Linked DNA regions of Mus musculus: regions 1, 3 and 4 are each linked to region 2. Evidence: chromatin contacts called from public Hi-C data. All regions are on one chromosome and are shown on one strand. The core of a region is the stretch at or near the end of the contact, and the rest is flanking DNA. Distances in the headings are between cores, read along the strand shown.

Evidence for each region. Hi-C and Micro-C count contacts between places; a contact is called where the count stands out from the background.
Region 1: a contact with region 2 is called in a Hi-C map of uterus, with 4 times the contacts expected there. The contact joins the enhancer-like site here to the promoter of Adam12 in region 2. A contact is called at or near these places in 18 of 39 promoter capture datasets (3T3-L1-derived adipocytes, the HPC-7 cell line, HPC-7-derived erythroid cells and 11 more), 1 of 15 datasets of contacts at CTCF or cohesin (the NIH/3T3 cell line), 43 of 484 Hi-C or Micro-C datasets (3T3-L1-derived adipocytes, the AML12 cell line, the HPC-7 cell line and 19 more), 9 of 115 datasets of contacts at active chromatin or transcription factors (PVALB interneurons, VIP interneurons, bone marrow-derived dendritic cells and 4 more) and 4 of 9 other capture datasets (adipose tissue, embryonic stem cells, liver and 1 more).
Region 3: a Hi-C map of adipose-derived mesenchymal stem cells shows a contact between it and region 2, with 2.7 times the contacts expected there. The contact joins the enhancer-like site here to the promoter of Adam12 in region 2. A contact is called at or near these places in 7 of 39 promoter capture datasets (the 3T3-L1 cell line, cancer-associated fibroblasts, embryonic stem cells and 4 more), 1 of 15 datasets of contacts at CTCF or cohesin (the NIH/3T3 cell line), 7 of 484 Hi-C or Micro-C datasets (adipose-derived mesenchymal stem cells, cortical neurons, embryonic fibroblasts and 4 more), 6 of 115 datasets of contacts at active chromatin or transcription factors (the NIH/3T3 cell line, embryonic limb bud, embryonic stem cells and 2 more) and 4 of 9 other capture datasets (adipose tissue, embryonic stem cells, liver and 1 more).
Region 4: a Hi-C map of muscle stem cells shows a contact between it and region 2, with 1.7 times the contacts expected there. The contact joins the enhancer-like site here to the promoter of Adam12 in region 2. A contact is called at or near these places in 14 of 39 promoter capture datasets (3T3-L1-derived adipocytes, the HPC-7 cell line, cranial neural crest and 8 more), 17 of 484 Hi-C or Micro-C datasets (brown adipocytes, embryonic fibroblasts, embryonic stem cells and 9 more), 2 of 115 datasets of contacts at active chromatin or transcription factors (the NIH/3T3 cell line and neural progenitor cells) and 4 of 9 other capture datasets (adipose tissue, embryonic stem cells, liver and 1 more).

Annotation. Positions count from the first base shown.
Region 1 is chr7:133,975,227-133,977,926 of GRCm38.p6, reverse strand. It overlaps Adam12 (a disintegrin and metallopeptidase domain 12 (meltrin alpha)), which reads left to right. Exons shown (of 23, transcript NM_007400.2): 7 at 2,399-2,464. Among named protein-coding and RNA genes, the nearest start is that of Gm51500, 43 kb to the right of the region's middle. Within about 2 kb of position 1,321, at least 12 of the 459 cell types and tissues checked have an H3K27ac peak or open chromatin away from gene starts, as enhancers often do. A contact at or near this core is called in PVALB interneurons and uterus, where this site is marked.
Region 2 is chr7:134,223,752-134,226,451 of GRCm38.p6, reverse strand. Adam12 (a disintegrin and metallopeptidase domain 12 (meltrin alpha)) reads left to right here and starts at 1,355. Exons shown (of 23, transcript NM_007400.2): 1 at 1,355-1,665. The coding sequence starts at 1,575.
Region 3 is chr7:134,006,767-134,009,466 of GRCm38.p6, reverse strand. The region is part of intron 4 of Adam12 (a disintegrin and metallopeptidase domain 12 (meltrin alpha)); the gene reads left to right. Among named protein-coding and RNA genes, the nearest start is that of Gm39103, 15 kb to the left of the region's middle. Within about 2 kb of position 1,351, at least 31 of the 459 cell types and tissues checked have an H3K27ac peak or open chromatin away from gene starts, as enhancers often do. A contact at or near this core is called in the NIH/3T3 cell line, adipose tissue, adipose-derived mesenchymal stem cells and 4 more, where this site is marked.
Region 4 is chr7:134,087,503-134,090,202 of GRCm38.p6, reverse strand. The region is part of intron 3 of Adam12 (a disintegrin and metallopeptidase domain 12 (meltrin alpha)); the gene reads left to right. Among named protein-coding and RNA genes, the nearest start is that of Gm51501, 36 kb to the right of the region's middle. Within about 2 kb of position 1,387, at least 12 of the 459 cell types and tissues checked have an H3K27ac peak or open chromatin away from gene starts, as enhancers often do. A contact at or near this core is called in embryonic fibroblasts and muscle stem cells, where this site is marked.

The DNA.
Region 1 (2,700 bases), core at 72-2,571, 250 kb after region 2:
TGGTTAAACTTCTCTCTGAGCTTGCAATTCTCTAAATTCATGAGAAAATGTGGATTTCTCTGAAAACTGCAGAGACAGGAAAATTGTGTTCACGTGTTTGTTTTCATTATCTGGGATTGTATGTTTTCTAAAGGATGATCCAAGGCCAGTTGGAAATGTCCTCTGCCCAGAGATTCCCCCCCCCCTCTGCAGTCTGAGAAGCGTAAACGCCTAAGCAAGCAGAGCTCTCTTGAAGATTTTGTCACGAGAGATTAATTTATTTCTCCATGTCCACAGCCGTGTTTTTGTCTGCATGATTGACTGAATTTGTTTATGGTGGAACAGGGTATATTAGCAGAGAGGGAGAGGCAGGAGAGGAAGAAATTGACTCCTGGGAGCTGGAAAGATGGCACAGGCAGTAAGCTGCACTCTACTCTGGGGTCAGATCCCAGCACCCGGGTACAGAGCTAGGTGCAGTAGAATGCACCTGTCACCCCAGCACCCGCAGAGGAGCGAGAGGCAGCCGGATCCCAGGGACTCGCTAGCGAGCCAACCTAACTAAAATGATAAACTCCCAGTTCACTGAGAGACCAAGTCTCAAAAAAAAAAAAAAAAATCAAGGTGGAACAGGTTAGAGGAAGACACATGCCATCAACCTCTGGTCTCCATGAGTACGTACATACAGTCGCTCATTTTCTCTCTCTCTCTCTCTCTCTCTCTCTCTCTCTCTCACTCACACACACACACACAGAGAGAGAGAAACACACACCTACAGGAGCATGATACAAACACATATACAAGCATACACCACAGAGGTGAGGAGAAAAAGGTTGGGGAAAGTCCTATTCCTTTGGCCACTTCTTAGTGAAAGAGAAAAAGCACAAGACTCTTTATTTCCAGAAGTGTCTCATTTTGAACACACAGGGGGGCTAACTTTTGCCTTTCTGAGTTTGTAGCTAGCACAGTGGAGCCTGCCTGTGCATACAGTTACCTAGCCTGACAGTTTCTCCTTGCAGCACCGTAAAAGCGTGAGAAATTATCCCTTTCATGGTACTTTCTTTTCCTTCCTCCATGAGGTTTCCAGATTTCTTCAGGGACACCTAAATTCATGAATCAGCACAGCTGGGCAGCAAGCAGGAACACCACTATAATACAAACATTTTTCTTGTAAAAATCTGTTTGGAAGATTCTGGACTGCTGGAGATTTGTTTTATGAAAGATGTTTCCCTCCGGATTATGTGACTGGAAACCTGATTCAAAGCATGCCTTCATCCCTTTTGCTTTTGTCTGGACAAGTGGTTGTAACACTGAGTTTTCAGCTTAAGCCCTGTATGAGACTTAAGTCATAAACCAGCAATTTCGGTTGGGAAGGACCAGAGACAAGCTGCAACCCCCACTTCCTTTAACTGCGTTATTGCAGAAACAGAAAGCTTTGCTCTTTTGTTTTCGATGTTTGAGTGTTTTGAGACCACCCTCCACGAATTGTTTTATTTCCCCTAAAACTGCCTTTGGGATCCTCCCAGTAATTTACAGAAGAGTGCAAACGCTTGCTGAGGAAGCTTGATTAAAATGTTATAACCTGCCTCAGAGGCCATCTTGTTTGGATCTATATCTCTTCTGCTGAGCTCCGGGTTCTGCACCTTGATACACAGTTTCCGTATTCAGCTAGCTGCCCCACTCTTGCCAATGTTAACCCTCCCAGATCATCTCCCAGGCCTTTTAAAAGATACTGTTTCTTCCTGGTCTCTGCCTGCTCCTTTGTATCTTGTCTCTCTGCACCTCCCTTTGCCTCTCTGTTCATCAGCATCTTCTACTGCTGCAAACTATGTTCTTAAATGACTGGCTAATAGCATCCCTTCCCCAGAAAAAGAAAAAAGAAAAAAAAAAAACACATTTCCCAGAGGGACCACAGTTTCTCTACAAAGTGTGTTCTCCTCTACTCTCAGCATGGAGCAGATGAAAATGGGCCATAAAAGTTCAAGAAACACCAGTGACAGGCTGGGCTCCAGTGTAGCCTTCAGAGGGCTTCACACCCATGTGTAATCTATAACAGCAAGCCTTTGCTGGCCCTGGTTCTAGAATGTTCTTTGGAGATGTTTATATGTTCATTTTGTTTAAAAATGACCATGGTTTCTTTTAAATTCATAATCAATGAGACAGCCAGAATGTTAAACTCCTTTTTAGGGTTTCCCGTGTGAAAGTGGGAACCAGATCACCCCCTGAGGCTTTGTAAGAAGATCACTGGAGCTGGAAGTCAGCTTCTAGAGGGCACACAGCCACAAAGCCCAGGAGAGGAAGAGTCTCCCCTCCAAATATCGTTATTGTGTTATTTGTTTCTGTTTTCAAAAGACATGCAACAGTGCTCTAGTTGCCTCTGGGAAGTACTAAGGGAAACTAAGCTCTCACTTTCTTTTGACAGCATAAGAGAGAGACCCTTAAGATGACCAAGTACGTAGAGCTGGTTATTGTGGCAGACAACAGAGAGGTAAGGACCTGTGAAACTCCTCTGTACAATTGGTCTCAAAAAGAAATGAGAGAAAGTACTTAGCCAGTTAGGACTTGCTTTACCTCCATGCCTTCTCACAAACATTGGAGATGAGAATTTAAAAGTGGGCTTTTCTATCTGAGGAAGCATTTAAGATGCATCTAGTGCAATATAATCGCAAGTGAACCTACCAATAACACAGGGTTTCTTTGTAGTTAAACTCTCTAAGTAAGGAG
Region 2 (2,700 bases), core at 106-2,605:
GAACAGGGGAAGCTGTAGGACCAGAACAGAATCTCTGTGGTTGGCCCGACCCCCAGCTGCAGTGTAATCAACTAAGGCTTTGAAAACTGCCAGGCCCAAGATGGGTTCTGGTTCACTGGCCAGGATGGGTGTGGCATCCCCTTGAGCCCTTACAAGTTCTAAGAAGTTCCCATGTTAGGGACCACAGTGGCCATTATTCTCCAGATGTCTGTCTGTCTGTCTGTCTGTCTGTCTGTCTGTCTGTCGCCTGCTGCTTCTCACTTGGTTCTCAGGAACACAAAGAGTCCGATTAGGAATATGTCAGGCCAATGAGAAGGCGGGGAAGGGTACAACTATAACCCTGAGGTGAGGCCTTCCATCCCTTTACTGGGGCTAGCCTAGCTGTGTTCCCGAAGAACAGCTCACTCTGAAGATGTAGGAGGCTGCCTGGCAATTGGCATTTTCTCTCCCCGTCAGGCTTTGCCCACTATCTTGGTTTTTTGTTGAGGCAGAATCTCACTTGGTAGCTCAGGTTGAACCAGACAGGGTGTAGCCCCTTGTTGGCCTCAAACTTGCAGTAACCCTCTTGTCTCAGCCCACCAAATGTTAGGATGAAGGGCATGCATCACCAAGTCCGGCTGCAATTTGCATCTCTAACCAGCCAAGCCAGGTGCCCCTTAAGATCAGTGAAGTTTGGAACGTATCTGGACCTTTTCCTGGGTCTAGATAACTGAAAGGAAACTTTGGCCAATCTATCAGCATCAAAACCAGAGCACCACAGCGAAAACGCTGTGCCCGAGTGCCTGCTACTGTAAATTCAATCTTATTTCTGAGGTGTGAGGTACTGGTTTGGCGGTTTGGAACGTCCAGCCACAGGCTGCCTGGCTGTGCACCATATACCAGACCTGTTCCTCGCGTCCCGCCGGTTCCCAGCTAGCCAGCAGCTAGCAGCCCAGTCATCCTTTCCAGCCTCAGTCTGGAAAGCTGGACCCCGGCGCCGCGTGTGCTCTTGGCTGCCGGCGCCCCGGGCCCCGCGGCCACATCATCCTGAGGCTGGGAAGTGTGCGTTCTCGCGCCTTTGCGCCACACAGCTGGTCTACGCGGCGGCTCGCACAAGGGGTCTGAGGGTATCCTGCATCCAGCCACCCCCGGGAGTGGATAGGACCCAGGCTGTCGGGGACCCCGGAGCGGTCTCTAGGACCCGCGGGACGCCGCAGGAAGGCGGGGTGCGGGGGAGACGCTAATTTGTTCCGTGGTAATGAGAACGGCGACTGCTGGCCGCGGATCCATTGCACAGGCCCGCCCTCAGATCGCTGGTCCCCGGCGCCAACTCGGACAGGCTGCTCATTTATTGCAACGGTCAAGGGCGGCTCGTGCCAGAGTAGCGCGCGCGCGCACGCACACACACGGGGAGGGGAGAAAGTTTTTTTTTGAAAAAATGAAAGGCTAGACTCGCTGCTCAGCGACCCGGGCGCTGCGCGAGGGGGTCGCGGCAGACTCAGGGCAGTAGGACTTCCCCCAGCTCGGCGCCCGCGTGGGATGCTGCAGCGCTGGCCGCGGGGCCCCCGAAGCAGCTGCACGCCAGGCCGGCGACAATGGCAGAGCGCCCGGCGCGGCGCGCGCCCCCCGCCCGCGCCCTCCTGCTGGCCCTGGCTGGGGCCCTGCTGGCGCCCCGTGCAGCCCGAGGTAAGTCACCCGCACAGGCGGCTGCCTGCGCGTCCTCTCCCCGCCACCTCGCTACAAGTCAGGGTCTCCGCGAGTGCCACAGCCACAGGGAGAGCAAACGCACCCAGGGCGCATCTGAGGACCCCCCTGGCTCGCGCTCCCAGAGCCTTGACACTGGTCCCCCGCCAGGTGCTCACTCCGGGGGTTGGGTTGGGGTGGCACGGGAGAAGAAGACGCTTTGCTTGGGGGCCTTGAGGCAGCTAATGTCTGAATGAAATGTCTTGGAGTGACATTTGCTCCTAAGGCTCACAGTGTCTTGACAGTTACACGTGTCTCCTGGGAGGGTGTGCGTGGGGTCGTTTTCCTGATCCAGTGGGGTAGTGAGTTCCTTCACCCAGCTTCGGAGTCAACTCCCCACGAGGTTTCCTTTCCACCCCCGCTCTGACACAGCTGGGGGATGCAGAGGACGCCCCCCGCGGCCTCCCATCACAGGTGTACCTGCAGCGCTCTTTACTTTTTTTTGTTTCAATTGACTTCGTGGCCCTTAGCGATTTCTGGCTTCACTCGCTAATTGTCAGTAAGGATCAAACTTTAACAGAACTCATTCCCCTTTCTTGCTCATCCTTGGTAAGTAAGGGCTTACACCAAGACCTCGTGTAGCGCGAGTACCCACTCCAGAGTTAAACAAAAGTGCATACATTAAAGGAGTTTTTATAGACTTGTATTTTCCTGAGTTGAATCTTCTTAAAGCCCGGGCACCTGTGGATCCTGTTTGTATAATGAGAACTCACAGCAGGTGCCTTTTTAAAATTCGGGAGCTTCCCTAGTCACCCTTGCTGCCGGCCCCTTTTGCCGCTAGGGGCGCTGTTCACCAATGAATGATTCACCTTGGCCTCCAACTCTTATTTCTGTGATTCTAGGTATCAGGCATTTAGCTAGCCCCCCATCATCAACTGTTTCCAACACGAAACATTTCATTTCTCAACTGTCACTGTTATCCTCGACCCCCAGCCTGTCTACCATAATGTAACCAAATTCTAGCTCCCATAAATACCT
Region 3 (2,700 bases), core at 102-2,601, 220 kb after region 2:
CTACAGCGAGAGCTACAGTAGCTAGCACCCTAAACTCTGTGTTGAAATGACTTTCCAAAGCCAAGAGTGCACAGCCACACCTATTCGACAAGTCAAGAACTTACCACTCCCAGAGCCTAACAAAGGCTATCTAGGCAAGAGGGCCCTGCACAGAACAGCTCAGCAAGAAGGAAACTAAATGCCAGGGTAGGAGGTTGGAGGCAATAGCAAGCAAAACAATCGCACCAAATAAATCTATTTAAAATAACAGTTAGGAGGGACTATGTTTAGGCGTTCTCAAACAAGACGGAGAAGTAGACTTGAAACAGTTTAAGAGTTTGCCTTGTGCTAAAAATAATAGGCATGCTGATTAGCTTTGATAAGTAAAATATGAGGCACCTGAACATTTTCAGAATAAACATCCAAAGAACAGAAAAACAGTGTATTCTTCCAAATAACAGGCTATCAATGGAAATCTTGTTTCAACCTAGTGCAGGGCAGGATAAAAGAAAAAGACAGGAAAAGAAAGAGGATAAATATAAAAACAGGAAGGAAAAAGATTAGAATAATATAACACATGAATCTCATTGTATGTAAATAGGTTGAATAGACTTGTTAAGACCCATAGCCCCATGTATAAAATGGAAAGAAATCAAAGACTGGGTAGATAGATCTGAATTTAAAATAAAAATAAAGCAGTTGTAATTGTACTGACATCAGACAAGCTAGTGAAGTAGCAAGAGGGGCAGGGAAAAAGGGAGAGAGGGACATATTAGTGACCAAGAGGTCGTTATGTAATGAGAAAGAAACAAGTCAAACAAACGTTCTAACCCATGGGAGAGGGGTCTCCTCAAATACTGACATTCTGGTCATGCCAGCTAAAGCATCAGCCAAGCTATGGCAAAGATACGGAGCCAAAGAGCTGGCTCCCTGAATAGGGTCCGGGTGCAGCAGCTAGGCCTTGTTGCTGGTGAGGAGTCAGATGCAGCCTTGGGAGTTTGATTCTTGTTGACTCAGACTGGAAAACAAAGGGAATTCGCTGACTCGTCTCCTTGCCCCTTCTAATCATCCCTCAATGGGTCAGCCTGAATTTAAAGTTACATGTGGAGTGAGAACCACTTGGCCGGAGTGCTTTGGTTGTTTTTAATATAACAACAATTAGGGCCAGCCGCCTGACTCAGAGAAGTGGCTGACATTAACTCTGGAATCAATCTCCTGTGACTCCTCCCCAAGATGAAATGTTTGAGTTTGTCCTTTGCTGGTTACATCTAAGGAAGAATTATCTTTTGTGCTGTCACTCCTAATATGGCCTGCGGGTGACCATAGGCATGCCATGTGGGCTATTCACATTCCCACAGAAGCCCTGGGGAGACTGGAGTAGCCGGCCAGCTCTCTCAGTGCCTACAGTGTTTGGTAATAACATATCTGTCTGTTGCCCACATGTTGACTGGACAACTGCTTGGGCCATGCACTGTACCCACCACTGAGAATACAGCAGGGTTAAATATAGGTGAGGAGACTCATGGAGAGAAAGGAGGGGACTGGTGTGGTTCCAGCGCGCACAGCTGTCTGTACTAAGTGTCCTGATGGAAAGGCTACAAGGGCCTGATCTTGTCTGAGGTGTCAGAGAAGGCTGCATGGAGGAAAGAACTTGTGGACCAAAATTTAAAGCTGGAGGAGGCATTCACCCAGCGTCAGGAGAAGGAGAGCATTCCAGGACACTGCTACAGTTTTTCCAGTGCAGGGAGGGTGGGGGAGGAGGGGAAAGAGGGAAGCGGCAGCGTTATGCAAAGGTGACCAAGCTCAGAGTGACTTGGAACAAAGTCATGATAGAAGGATGTTTGGAAGCCATTGAAATGTCCCTTTAAGGTGTGTCATGCTCTGGGGGCTTGGGAGAGGCTATGATAGGGCCAGGCAAGTGGCTTGCCTAGATGAGCTAGAGGTTGAATAGACAGTTTCTACTATAAAGACCAGGTGTATAGAGATGGAGAGAAGGCAAGAAGTCTAAACATACCTAGAAGGACCACTCGTGAAAAACCAAGGGAGTTTCCAAGGCCATTTATAGGCTGTGGTGTCTGTCTTACTCTAAAGGTATCAACATTTGTAGGACCTCTTAGAGATGGGTCTTCAGTTTGGGTTCAGTAGCTGTAGGCCTTAGGACAGCAGCCATGGTTCCACTCTAACTGGGTATAAATCCCAGCTTGGCTGGAGTGCTTCACCAGACATGTAACACAGAGGCAAAGCAGCAGACACAAGGACCGCACACAGCCAGACCTTTGGGAAGATTAGCACACCACCATGGTGACAGCAGCTTACAACAGTCCATTACTTTGTTGCACCCTGAGATCCTCTGAATCTCTTGCAAGAGACTGGGCTGCCTCTGGAGTGGGTACATGAGTGAATGCTTCAGCCACTGGACTCTCGAGGCTCAGGAATGTCCATCAAAAGCAGCTGGGCCTGAAGGTCTCCCTCCTGGTAATTACATGAAACACCTGGATCTGGAACAGCACTGTAGAAATGAATGCGGGTATGCAAGTCAGGGGTGCACCTTTCTCTCTGGCAAGTCAGCTTCTCTTGCCCTCCTCTATTCCTTTATGCCATAAAAATATGCGGTGCAAGAGGCCAGCATGGGAGAGCAGTTAGCAGAAAGAGTGCACAGTAGCTGACTTAGGCATACACTTGTTTTAGTATTTGCGAAAATGGCTTACATCTTACAGCTTA
Region 4 (2,700 bases), core at 138-2,637, 140 kb after region 2:
GACAGGGAAACCAGGAAACAGAAGAGCTCAGGAGACTAAATGCTAGCCTCTAGGAAAGTCAAAAAACTAAAGGCTGTGGTGTTGTAGGAGGATGCAAAGGAGTCTCATAACTTGGGGTGTGGTGGTGGGTACTGTGTTCCCCTAGCCTTCCTGAGAGAGAGGAGAGGAGAGCTGCTTCCACACATCTCTCTTCTCCTTCTCCCCTCTGGCCACCTACTTTTCCAGAAAAGATCCACTTGGTTCAGTACATAAGCTGCCCCTGACTCTAGAAATCTAGACAGGGTCTCTGTGAAAGGAAGTGGCCAGATGTTGGAGACACACCAAGCTGTGGCTTTTCTCTTTTAATAGTTTTTACTCATGGGCACAATCCAGCCTGAGCCTATAGAGCTGTCTGCCCCATGGAAGAGCTAAACATGGCATTTCCCTGACCCCTATAGGCCACTGGAAAGAAGAAGAGGAAGGTACCCCAGCCACCCCAGGCAGGCCTCAGGCTTTTTCACATCAGAGTTCTGTGTTATAGGAGCCCTGGGCAATCTCACTATAGACTTACCATATACTGCCCTTCGTCAGATTACCAAGGGGTCTGGGTATTTGGAGCCCCGTGGCCTTACTTAGAGTATGGGTCAATGGGACACTGTGAGACATGTTGCTAGGTTGGAATCCAAGCCCTGCTCTGTGATCTGTTTGGCCTTTGTCTGACATCTGGCTTTGCTGAAGTTGCCACTCCCATCGAAAAACTTGAGCCCGATCCCCCAGGAATGCTGTAAAGGTGCTAGCTGCCGGAATGCAGGGGTAGGAACATCAACTTTGGCCTCATGCTTATGTAGCATTTGACAGACAGAGCCATTTCCCTTGTCCCCCAAATTATATATAGCTACCTCACAGGTTCTCAGCTCGTCCAACCAAGGTCACTCCGCGTAGAAGGCCATTCATCACTTCTGATACCTGTGATGTGTACAGCAGAGGCTGACACCAAGACAAGCTTTGTGGAGAAGCAGTACCAGCCCCAATTAGTTCTTGTTCTCAGCCTTTCTCTCAGCTGATGTGAGTGAGCAGGAGACTAAATGTGACAGGTGGAAGTTGAAGGGGGAGGGGGGAGAAATAGCACGCCTCTTTGGGATCAGATTTGAGCCTTTGTCAGTGCTCTGTTCTTTAGACTTACTAAGAGAGCAAGAATTGAGATTATGCCACATCCAGTTACTTAGAGCTCTGCTTATTATAAGCACCACTCCCCACCCCGCACTGCATCCTATCTGGGCTTTCGTGAAAACTCACAAACCGTAAATGGATAGGGGAATAATGGGAGCCAATGCGGAGTATTTTCTGTTTGAATAAAGCAAAAATGTTTGTGGCCGAGGAGTTGGCAGAAAGCTGGGCTTTCTAAAGCTCCGAGGAACCCAGGGACAATTAGTCAGGATGACAAACCAGCTGACAAAGGCACTTTCCCTCAGCCCACGTGAAGGGAAGGGGAATCTCCATCCAGTAAATCTCATTTCTAAAGGGTTGGGCTGTGTATCGAATGGCGTCTGAGGTCTCTACAGGGATAAAGAAAGGAATGGGTGGTGGGGGTGCATACAGACCTGACATCACCTGGTGTGAGGAGAGTGTGAAGTTGTAGGCGCATCACCCTCTCCACCATCACCAAAGTCTCTTGAATACCAATGTCTCCATCTTCCTTACACTTAGAAAACAAGCCAGAAATGAGGATAAGGGCCCCATAGGGAATTTTTGGGGGACTCTATGGGTTGGTGTGACTATTAGACCCACTAAAGAATACTTGGTGCGTGTTGTCTGCTACTCAGTGGGTCAGGTTGCATGGCTTCTGGAAAGCCAGGCAAGCTGTTCCTGCTGAGTGGAAGAGACAGTCCTGTGGTTGCCACTCATCTGGATCAGGCGCTCTGCTCTGTCTTCTTCCAGCACTGTCCCTGGGGTGGGCACTGGCCTTGTCACTACTACTCAGGTGAAAAGCACCCTCACAGAGAAGCTAAAAGTCCTGAGGGGAGAAACATCTAGAAATGGAGGCATGCTCTGTAAACCTGCCAACTCATTCTGTGTAGATCCCAAAAGCTGATTGCCCCCAAGCAGACTATGTTCTTATGAGGGCAAGTTCTGTGCTACAGGGACACTTGGACCTGACCTCTTTCTAAATACAAGTTCTCTGTAACAGCCTAAAGTGTGTCCATGAACCCCTTTGACTCAGGACTCTTCCTGCCTCCAGAGAGTACCAGCATTCATGTTCCATGGGCCGCTGTTCCTGCAGCACATGAGCAGTAACCCTGCTCAAAGGGGCTGCACTGCTGAGGACCTCAGGAGACAGCCATCTAGGCTAAGGACTTCTGATGGACAGTGGGTTGCCCTGGACAAGATGGTTTCTTGGGATATTTCATTCTAAGATTCTATGACAGTTCTTGACACAGGAATGTCATTTCAAGAAATTGGAAGAGGCTGCCATTTTTGACCAGACAGCTTTAGATACAAGGTTAACACAGTACCTGCCAAGTTCCCTTGCTCTGTGGGAAGAATGAACATGGTCTGACTTGCAGGGAGAAGCTGAATTCCAGCTCCCTTGAATTTTAGATCTGCCTCTCCCTCCCATCATTTCTGTGTTGGTTACAGTTGATAGAAGCTGCTGGCCAAGTTCCCTCTTCTTCACTGAGGAAGGAAATACATGGAGAGTTGATTACAAGCATGTTAACCAAG